Linked DNA regions of Hordeum vulgare: region 1 is linked to region 2. A link is a contact called in public Hi-C data. All regions are on one chromosome and are shown on one strand. Each heading gives the region's core, a stretch centred on a gene start, on an enhancer-like site or on the middle of the called end of the contact. The rest is flanking DNA. Distances are from core to core; before and after follow the strand shown.

Evidence for each region. A called contact is a pair of places that touch in the nucleus more often than the background predicts.
Region 1: a contact with region 2 is called in a Hi-C map of seedling, with 5 times the contacts expected there. The contact joins the promoter of LOC123401201 here to the promoter of LOC123402750 in region 2. A contact is called at or near these places in 4 of 6 Hi-C or Micro-C datasets (leaf and seedling) and 1 of 1 datasets of contacts at active chromatin or transcription factors (embryo).

The regions. Positions count from the first base shown.
Region 1 is chr6H:126,888,964-126,893,885 of MorexV3_pseudomolecules_assembly, reverse strand. LOC123401201 (protein STRUBBELIG-RECEPTOR FAMILY 3-like) reads right to left here and starts at 2,988. Exons shown (of 16, transcript XM_045094938.1): 1 at 2,470-2,988; 2 at 1,440-1,569; 3 at 1,293-1,361; 4 at 1,010-1,075; 5 at 845-916; 6 at 679-750; 7 at 515-586; 8 at 364-429. The coding sequence starts at 2,590.
Region 2 is chr6H:126,655,878-126,660,688 of MorexV3_pseudomolecules_assembly, reverse strand. LOC123402750 (ubiquitin-conjugating enzyme E2 22-like) reads right to left here and starts at 2,655. Exons shown (of 7, transcript XM_045096703.1): 1 at 2,496-2,655.

The DNA of each region.
Region 1 (4,922 bases), core at 1,739-4,238, 230 kb before region 2:
ACCAGTAAAAATGTTGCTACATACATTTTTTGTAACTGATTACACATTGTACTTACAGAGCCAAGTGCGTAACTGACATATACATTGTTTAAGGATGTGGAATTGGACAGCCTTGACTGAGGAAATTCGAGGTTGACTATGCTAAATAAGGCAGAAACTGTGTGCCATACTTGTACGCAACTCCAGAATTATATCAAATTGCAGTCAAATTCGATATCTATACAATGACTAAACGAAAGTTTCTGTTTAGCAATCAAATTCTTATAAAATCAACAATTAACTGATCAAATAATTGGCAATGTTCTGTTTTATATTTTTTGTTGTGCTAATATAAGTGAATCAGCAAAGAGAATGTGGATATACAAATCACCGAGGGGCAGACTCTGCAACACATCAAGGGTCCCAGATAGTTGATTATCTTGCATGCGCCTGTGAAATAGCATGTTATTAGAAAATCTAAAAGAAAGTAGCCAAAAAGGAAAAATGCAAGAAAGAAGTTGTAGGCTAGACATACAGGGTAACTAGAGATGACAGGTTTCCCAACGAAGTTGGTAATGGACCACTGAAGTTGTTGGAAGAAATATCCCTGTGAATTGTGATGAAAGCTCAAATGTAATCAGCAAGCTGGATGAAGATTAAGGGCGAGTACCAAAAAAGAGAGAAATATGCTAGTCCTACAGGTTTATAAGTCCAACAAGGGAACCAAAAGCATCTGGTAGTTGTCCATCGAGATGGTTATCATTGAGTGACCTGAGAAAAGAAGGAATGACAGATCTTGAGTGAGACAGCTTGCAGAGGAAAGTAATATGTGGCTCTTTTGCTTTCAGGGAAAATGATAAATTACATGGCTGTTAAACTGTTAAGTTTTGATAGCGACATCGGGATGCTTCCAGTGAGTTGGTTGTCCGAGAGAAAACTGCGCAGTATGTAATCAGAAACACTTAAAAGGAACTGCACGATTTATTTATTTTTTGAACAAGGAGCTGCACAATGTAAGAACAGAACTTACAGATTCCGCAGTGTAACAGGAAGATCATCTGGTATAGTTCCGGTGATTTTGTTGTTGCTAAGATTTCTACAACAAAGGAGAGTAAATACTCAGAAAGCTCAATCAGGATAAGAGGACAACGTAACTTCTGCCTATAGTTACATGTACCCCTTGAAGTTCTTAATTCACCCATGGAATATAGTTTTTTTTTTCTCAAACACCCATGGAATGTATGACAGGATAATTAGATGATACAACTATCAAACATGAGTGAGGGAATAAAATTGACGACGAAGGCCCTTACATTGTGGTTATAGCCGTGAAGTTTCCTAGGCTTCCAAGCTGTCCTCCCATCGTTGCAGCAACAAAATTTCTACAGACAATGAGTTGATAAAAGCCCAAAATATAAAAGTTCTACCAGGGAAAGGAATTTAAAGAATAATTGACGTACATCGCATCTATACTTGAGCCAATACAATCAACACCCTGCCACTTCTCACCGCAGGGGTCTCCACCATTTGCAGTCCATCCGGGAAGAGCTGGCGATCCAAGTGCAACATACAATCCATTTATAGCAGAAACTGCATGCAAAAAATGGAAGGGCAAATAAGCCATTAGGAACGAACAAGATGTATCGTAACATCGGTAATGCATAAAAAAATACATCCACATACTGAATAAAATGCAACTGCATTTACAAATACAGTGCCACTTGTGCACAAGGAACAGCCAAATTTAGCCACATTTTACATGACAGCTTTCTATGACTGAGACCTATGTTGGCCTTATTAATCAGAGGGACTGCAAGCGCAAGTTAGATCAAAGCTTGCGTCCTACCACAAGCAACCTAACCAATCTTCCATGACATTATGCTGCATTTTTTGTTTTCGCTGCAACCAAATCCTAACTGAAAGCAGACACGTATCTCCCCCATTGCCATCGGCAATGATGATAGTCTGCAGAACAGGCCACCACATTGCTTCAGTAGCAAAAACATCGCTCTCAGCCTCCACCCTCCACATCGAAAAGAACATTGGAATTGTCTGATGTCACGACATCGTTGCTTCCACGAACAGGCACACAAATCGAATGGGCCCATGACCTCCAGGAGTACGGCACAAGCCCACACCCCTACCCCTCACCAATCTGCCGCACCAAGCTGAATAATCAGCGGAACCAAAACCCAGCACATTTCTCACCACCCACTGGTGCAACGGTAGCGCATGGAAATCAACGCCCCCTCCACCGACAAATCGTACGCCCCTCCCGAACAATCGCTGCACAGCAGCACAGCCCGTTCAAACCGGGCTCGGCGGTACGAAATCCAATTACTAGTAAGCCAGAGTAAGCAAGCAGAGCAGAGCAAAGCCAGCAACCAGGGTCCAGTGGGGAGCTCACCGTCGGCGGCGTCGGTACGAAATCCAATTAGTAAGCCAGAGCAAGCAAGCAGAGCAAAGTCAGCAACCAGGGGGGAAGCTTACCGTCGGCGGCGTCGGTGAGGGCGAGCGCCCGCGGCAGCAATGCCACCGTCGTGGCGATCAACAGCAGCGGGAGGAGCAGCCGACCCCCCGCCCGCTCGAGGCACCCGCCTCCCGTCCGCATCCCTCCCTCCGGCCTCGGGTTAGCGGACCATCAGCAGACGCGCGCGCGCGCGGGAGCAGCACGGCGCGGCGGGAGCAACCGCGGCGGGCAGCGATCGCGGAAACCGAGGCTCGCGCAGATCTAGAGAGAGAGGGAGGGAGGGAGGGAGAACTGGCAGTGGTGACTTGGGGTTTTGCTTTTCTGGTTCGCCCCCGTCTGGTTTTGTTGGCTTCTAGAATCTAGCAGCTGTAAGGGGGAGGAGAGAGAGAGAGAGAGGTAGGTCTCCTCCGGCTGGCTTCTGGGAGTGGCGGCGAAGTGAGAGAAACGGAGTGAGGGAGGGACGACTACGAGTGGCGTGCGGGAGCAACGGGCGTGAAAAAGGCGGAGGGAGGGAGGTAGATAGGGAGCGAGTGGGGAGTGGGTGAGGGGTGATGGGGAAAGGCGACGAGAGGGAAAGAAAAGGGTTTAGGAGGATTTTTGAGGGGGGAAAAGGGGAGGGAATTTGCGTCCTGGGCGTTGATGGGTCAGGGCGTTGATGGGATTTTTATTCTCGCGACGGGAGGCTGGCTGATGATACCCACCGAAGCCGAGCAGGGGAAAGGGAATGGGGCCCTGCTGACACGGAGATCCGTTGGGTCGGGGGCGGAACCTTGGATGGATGCCATCGTCATGTTTTGCGTGCACGTGCTAGCTGTGGGGCGGATTGTCCCGTTTGTCTACCCATTTGTATTCCCAGTATATTATTGTTGGCTTTAGGGAAAAAAATGATCTGGTTCTTCCGTTATTTTACTGCAAAGGTAAAAAAGAAAAGTAGGGAAATGTTATCTGCCGAACGTTTTGTAGAAGGCGTTTTCCCATCGAGCGCGCCAAACTTCTCATGTCATACCAACTGAAGTTGTCATGGCAATTTTCATAAATTTGAGGACTAGGTTGTAGCCTAGTGGCAAGGGTGGGTAGTGGCTCGTTATGCGGCTAAGGTTCGAATCCCGTTGTGGTCGGATTTCTGATGCTCACCCTGAACGGGATTATTCTATAAAGCTAAATCCTGGATGCTAGTGTTCATGGATCTCATTTTTGACAATTTTCATAAATTTACCATGATTGGTGGCAAAAGCTGCCATGTAGCGGAAGGAATGGCAGAAAAATCTCCATGTTGCACAGAGGAATTGGCATTCATTCGACTGTGATCTAACAGCTTCAAGGACGTCCGTTGGAGCCCTAAAACTCTGATTCTCCATCAGTATTGGGGTCCAAAAACTAAAAACACATAATTACAATGTCACACTTTCAATGATGCGGGATTTTGCGTGCAACAAAATTCATACAACTGCAAGTTGAACATTACAAACAAAGTTTCTTTTTACGAGCGGGAGAAAAAAATCCTATTAATATGTGATGCAAATAACAAATCCTTAGGAAATTGTCTAAATATTTGAATCCACCTAAGTTCTTATACAACCTTTGAAGCTAGAACAAATAAATACCGCTAGCTATTTTTCGCCTATCCACCGTGGGCAAAAATACCCTACTTAATTGCGACAGAAAATAATCAAATCTACGGAATATATGTGATTGCATATAAAATATGACCCAAGCAATACGAAAGAAATGGCTTCAATCTACATTGGGATACTGCAAACTATGGAGGAGTTTCAACCTACCATGGTAGGTTGCTGATTGTGTGCTAATATAGGCACATCAGAGATCAAAGCCTTGGCCGAGGCGTATACATGTGAGGTTATTCAAAATTGGATGGATGGCATCGAGATCAAGTTTGAAATTTTAGTAATAATGATTGCTCCAATAGGCTAATGTTTTCATCGAGTTATATATGAGGAATTATTTCATATGTAATACATGGAGGTTATTGGACGAATATGTGATGAATCTCATCTAGATCAAGATATGCATTGAGATCATTGAGTTAAAAGAGATGAGTATATTATGATCGGGAAAACAAGTGAAAAGAACTTTCAAGGCATAAAGATTGAGTTCAATGAGTGAAGCAAATATGGCAAGGCAAAATTTATGCGAAGAACAAGAAATGGTCATGATGTAGTTCATTGGAGGAACTCATAAGTGGCCATCAACGGGCTTTATGAGTTGAGTCGTGAAGGACCAAGATCTTGACTGGATGAATAGAAGAAAATAGTTCAAGGTAAAGCCATGGTGAGCTCAAGAGTTGATAAATTATCAAGGCAATTGATTGAAACGGTCAATTCAACCTGTCGTTCAAGAGATTGTGATAGAGAATAAGGAAGATCCAGTGATGACCAAGATGATACTCATGGTGAATCAATGATGGGTCACCGATGATCATGCATGGCCTTGCATTGAAGAGACAATCCTTAAT
Region 2 (4,811 bases), core at 1,406-3,905:
GTTTGAATTAAGCATCCATACGGTAATATCCATTCCTAAATGAACACTGTTTTTCACCACGCATGCTTCTATCTTTATAAAACTACCACATGTGCCCTCTTTGATTTTAATGACTTCCTAACTAACATCGTGTCTGACTGGCGATGCACATCATGCCATTAGCAGTTTACCACTGTCTAATCCCACATAGGACCCAAACACTAAGGCCTTGTTTGGCACTAGTGTATTTTAGGAAATTAGTGGGGATTATCCGCGGAATCAAGGGGGATGTTCAAAGTTGTACTAATTACCGCGGAATCAAGCTGATGAGCCATACTATGAAGCTATGGGAGAGAGTCATTGAACACCGCTTAAGAAGGTTGACAAGCGTGACCAAAAACCAATTTGGTTTCATGCCTGGGAGGTCTACCATGGAAGCCATCTTCTTGGTACGACAGCTGATGGAGAGATACAGGGAGCAAAAGAAGGACCTTCATATGGTGTTCATTGATTTGGAGAAGGCCTATGATAAGATACCTCGGAATGTCATGTGGTGGGCCTTGGAGAAACACAAAGTCCCAATAAAGTACATTACCCTCATCAAGGATATGTATGATAATGTTGTGACAAGTGTTCGAACAAGTGATGGCAACACCGATGACTTTCCGATTAGAATAGGGCTACACCAAGGGTCAGCTTTGAGCCCTTATCTTTTTGATTTGGTGATGGATGAGGTCACAAGGGATATACAAGGAGATATCCCATGGTGTATGCTCTTTGCGGATGATGTGGTGCTAGTCGATGATAGCCGAACGGGGGTTAATAGAAAGTTAGAGTTATGGAGGCGGACTCTAGAATCGAAAGGTTTTAGGCTTAGTAGAACTAAAACTGAATACATGAGGTGCAGTTTTAGTGCTACTAGGCACGAGGATGGAGAGGTTAGCCTTGGTGGGCAGGTGGTACCGGAGAGAGACACGTTTCGATATTTGGGGTCCATGTTGCAGAAGGATGGCGATATCGATGAAGACGTGGGCCACGGAATCAAGGCTAGGTGGATGAAGTGGCGCCAAGCTTCTGGCGTACTCTGTGACAAGAGAGTGCCACAAAAGCTAAAAGGCAGGTTTTATAGGACAGCTATCCGACCTGCGATGTTGTATGGCGCGGAGTGTTGGCCAACCAAGAGACGACATATCCAACAGTTAGGTGTAGCAGAGATGCGCATGTTGAGATGGATATGTGGCCACACAAGGAAGGATCGGGTACGGAATGACGATATACGAGAGAGACTTGGGGTAGCACCGATTGAAGAGAAGCTGGTCCAGCATCGTCTCAGATGGTTTGGACATATTCAACGGAGGCCACCGGAAGCGCCGGTGCATAGCGGACGGATAAAGCGTGCTGAGAATGTTAAGAGGGGTCGTGGTAGACCAAACTTGACATGGGAGGAGTCCGTTAAGAGAGACCTGAAGGTTTGGAATATCGACAAAGACTTAGCCATGGACAGGGGTGCGTGGAAGTTAGCTATCCACGTTCCAGAGCCATGACTTGGCTTCGAGATCTTATGGGTTTCAACTCTAGCCTACCCCAACTTGTTTGGGACTGAAAGGCTTGGTTGTTGTTGTTGTAGTAGTGGGGATTATCCCGGTCAAACCCCTAAATCCCCACATATCCCATAACACCATTTGGTTTTAGTGTATTTGACATGTTTCATCCCCACATTTCCCCACAAATCCCCAAATTCTAGTACATTTTTCTCAATGCCCAATACACTACCCCTACCTAGTGGATTGGGGATAAATGGGGATTTGAAGGGATTGGATGAAGGTTGGGGTTTCACCCAATCCGTGTGGGGATTATCCCCACCAATCTCCTCAAAAACCCTAGTACCAAACAAGGTCTAAAGGATCATTTTTCAAACTGACACCGTCATCACGATAAGTGATGGGGGAAATAGGAACCAACATAGCAGTTAGGTTCGGGCTATATTTGCACTGTTGGAAACAAGCACGGTAGGAAGCGATTAAATCATAAAATTGGTAGGTAATCAGTGCAGCTGACTGTGTGGCATTTCGGTTGAACTAAACACAAGGCCCTATACTTGCAGTGCAGGTGAAGACTACTTGCACCCAGAATTAAGTTGCTTCCACAAACGTCAACCCCGTTCTTCTTTCCATGGACATCTAAAGATCAGAAAACAGACCTCCCCACTAAGCCTATCAATTCCCCCCAGCCTCTAGGAATCTCGAACCACCCGTCACCTCGCTTGACAGAATGGGCAAACCCCGCCACCCGCCTTGCCTTTTCTGCACAATCCGCGGAAACAATCCAAAATCACCACTCGCCCAGCCCCCAAACCCTACCGCGACATGGCGACATCCGCTAACCCTACCGCGGACCGAACTAAACCAGCGGATCACGAGCACGCGCCGCGAGAGCCACGGGACGGCGGGGAACAGATCGGGCTCGAACCGCACCGGGAGACGAATCGGGGGAGGGATCGGCGGGCCGCCGCTTACCGGAGGAGGAGCAGGAGGAGGAGGAGCGGCCAATCTGGGCCGGGCTCGCGGGGAGGGGAGGGGAGCGGCGCGCGTCGCAATGATTGGAGCGCGAGCTCGTGGAACTTTGGGGGCGGAGGGAGGTGACGTGGCTTTCAACCAGGCCACGGAGCGGGTGTACTTGTAGTGTAGGGGGGCGCCACCTGATCACCGCGTCCGCGGAGGAGCGTGAGACCGTGAACGGTCGGCGGCATAGCCGTTGGAGCCGTGCCACGGCGCCGCCAGCTAGGCGCGGCCTTTTGAAATTATGGCAGCTGCGGCCAGCGCGGACGGAGATGCCGATGCTGATCGGCGGTGGACCACCGATTTAGATGGTGGAGGAAAACGGTGGTAAGACGACGAACGGGGTTGATTGATGGGAGCGGCTTCTTTCAAAAAAAAAATTGATGGGAGCGGCGCCGGTTGTGGGGAGTTGTTGGCACATTCTGGATTTGCATCTCGACGTGGATCGCCGGGTGGTGATGGACCGTTTATGATACGTGGACAATCTAAGAGCACTTTAGCAAAAAAAAAATAACCCTTTAAACATTCACGGATACGTCTGTTCACTGACCAGACGTGTATCCTATTAATCCGTCCATGCAGTCATAAATTTTATTTATTTTTTCTTGTATGTTCAATCACTTACACGTGATTGGTGAAGAGAAATAGAAATAAAGAATTTTGGGGGTATGGTTTCTACCACTGGGGATAGCATGTGGAAAGTTATTTGTTCACAAAAAAAATCATGTCTTTTTATGGCTATGTGTTCATAATAAAGTACTAACAAGAGATAATTTGAAAAAACGTAGACCTGTTGAGGATAATACTTGCCTTTTGTGTAGCTGCAAGGAGACAGTACAACATCTCTTCTTTGATTCTATAGTAGCTAGATAGTTGTGGGTTTTCATATCGGAGACACTTGAAAAAACAGAAATTTTAAGTTTTGATGATATTATTGTGCTGTGAAAAGATCATAAGAAGAATTGTGTGGTTAACATGGTGATTGCTGCCTCCTTGTGGAGCATATGGAAGCTTAGAAATGAATTTTGTTTTCAAGGCCCCATCTGGAGAAGTGTGAAATGCATTCTTGCAAAGCTGGACATTCATCTCAATCAATGACGGGTTTTGTTCTCCGGTGCTCAGGCGGATCTGCTGCGAGACTTCATCAGGCAACTAGACAGGAGACGCGGGGAACTGCTCCGAATTGCTTGGAGATGATTCTAGGGGAGGGGATAGGGAACCTAGTCTTCAAATAAATACCTTTGGGTTGTAACCCCTCTTCGGGAGAAAAATGATGGTGGCTCTAGCTAAGACTGTTAGCTGTTTTCCTGTATTTTTCAGATTTTTTTGTCTGGATGTTGGGTTGTAACAAAACTGTGGTTGCTTCATTTATAAAAATGGGACAGGGGGAAACCCCTTTCGTTCAAAAAAAAGAGAAATAAAGAAAAAATAAAAAAATAAAAATAAAAAGTAATCCGGGATCGGGTCGCGTCCTACGTGATGGACACACTGAACACACTCGGGCGCGTCTACGAGCGTTCATATCCTTCCTATTTTTGTCTTTAATATAAGAGTTTGTGGACAGTCTAGACGTATAAAAATGATATGAAGGATCTAGTTGGATCACTGTTTTTTCTTCTTCTTTGTCCGGTCATTAACCGAACGCGCATGCGGTCATATGTGAAGTCGTTTGAGGTGTCCGATTGTAGATGCTCTAAGTAGTATATATTTCCTCTTTCGAAAAGAAGGTCTATACATTTTGTAAATAGTGCAAAGTTAACCAAATTTATACTTCCTTTATTTTTAAATATAATTTTTTTAGAAATTTTAATATAAACTATATAAAAATGTATATAGATATATTCTATAATATAGATTTACTCATTTTGCTTTGTATATAATTTATATTATTTTTTAAAAGATTTATATTTAAAAACATAGTAAGTAGTAGAAAAGACTATCAACAACTACAATATCAGATTAGTAGTAATATTCATTGGGAGAGAGAATAATTTTATTCCATAATTATAAAGTTAAAGTCAAGAGGTAGAAAATCCTCTACGCATGAGGTCATCTATGCTACCATTACCTCGATGCCTTAGTATGACTATACTTGGTTAATCCGTTTGCTACCCGCTATTTTTTCTAAGGAAGTTTCTATGGAATAAACTTCTTATCCTTTCTTGCATGGAAATAAACTCCCTATCTATCATGAATGATTGAATCTCTCCAACAAGATGTCCATACGCTTAGGAAACTAGACCATTACGTGATAAGCTTTGCCAATGCCTAGAG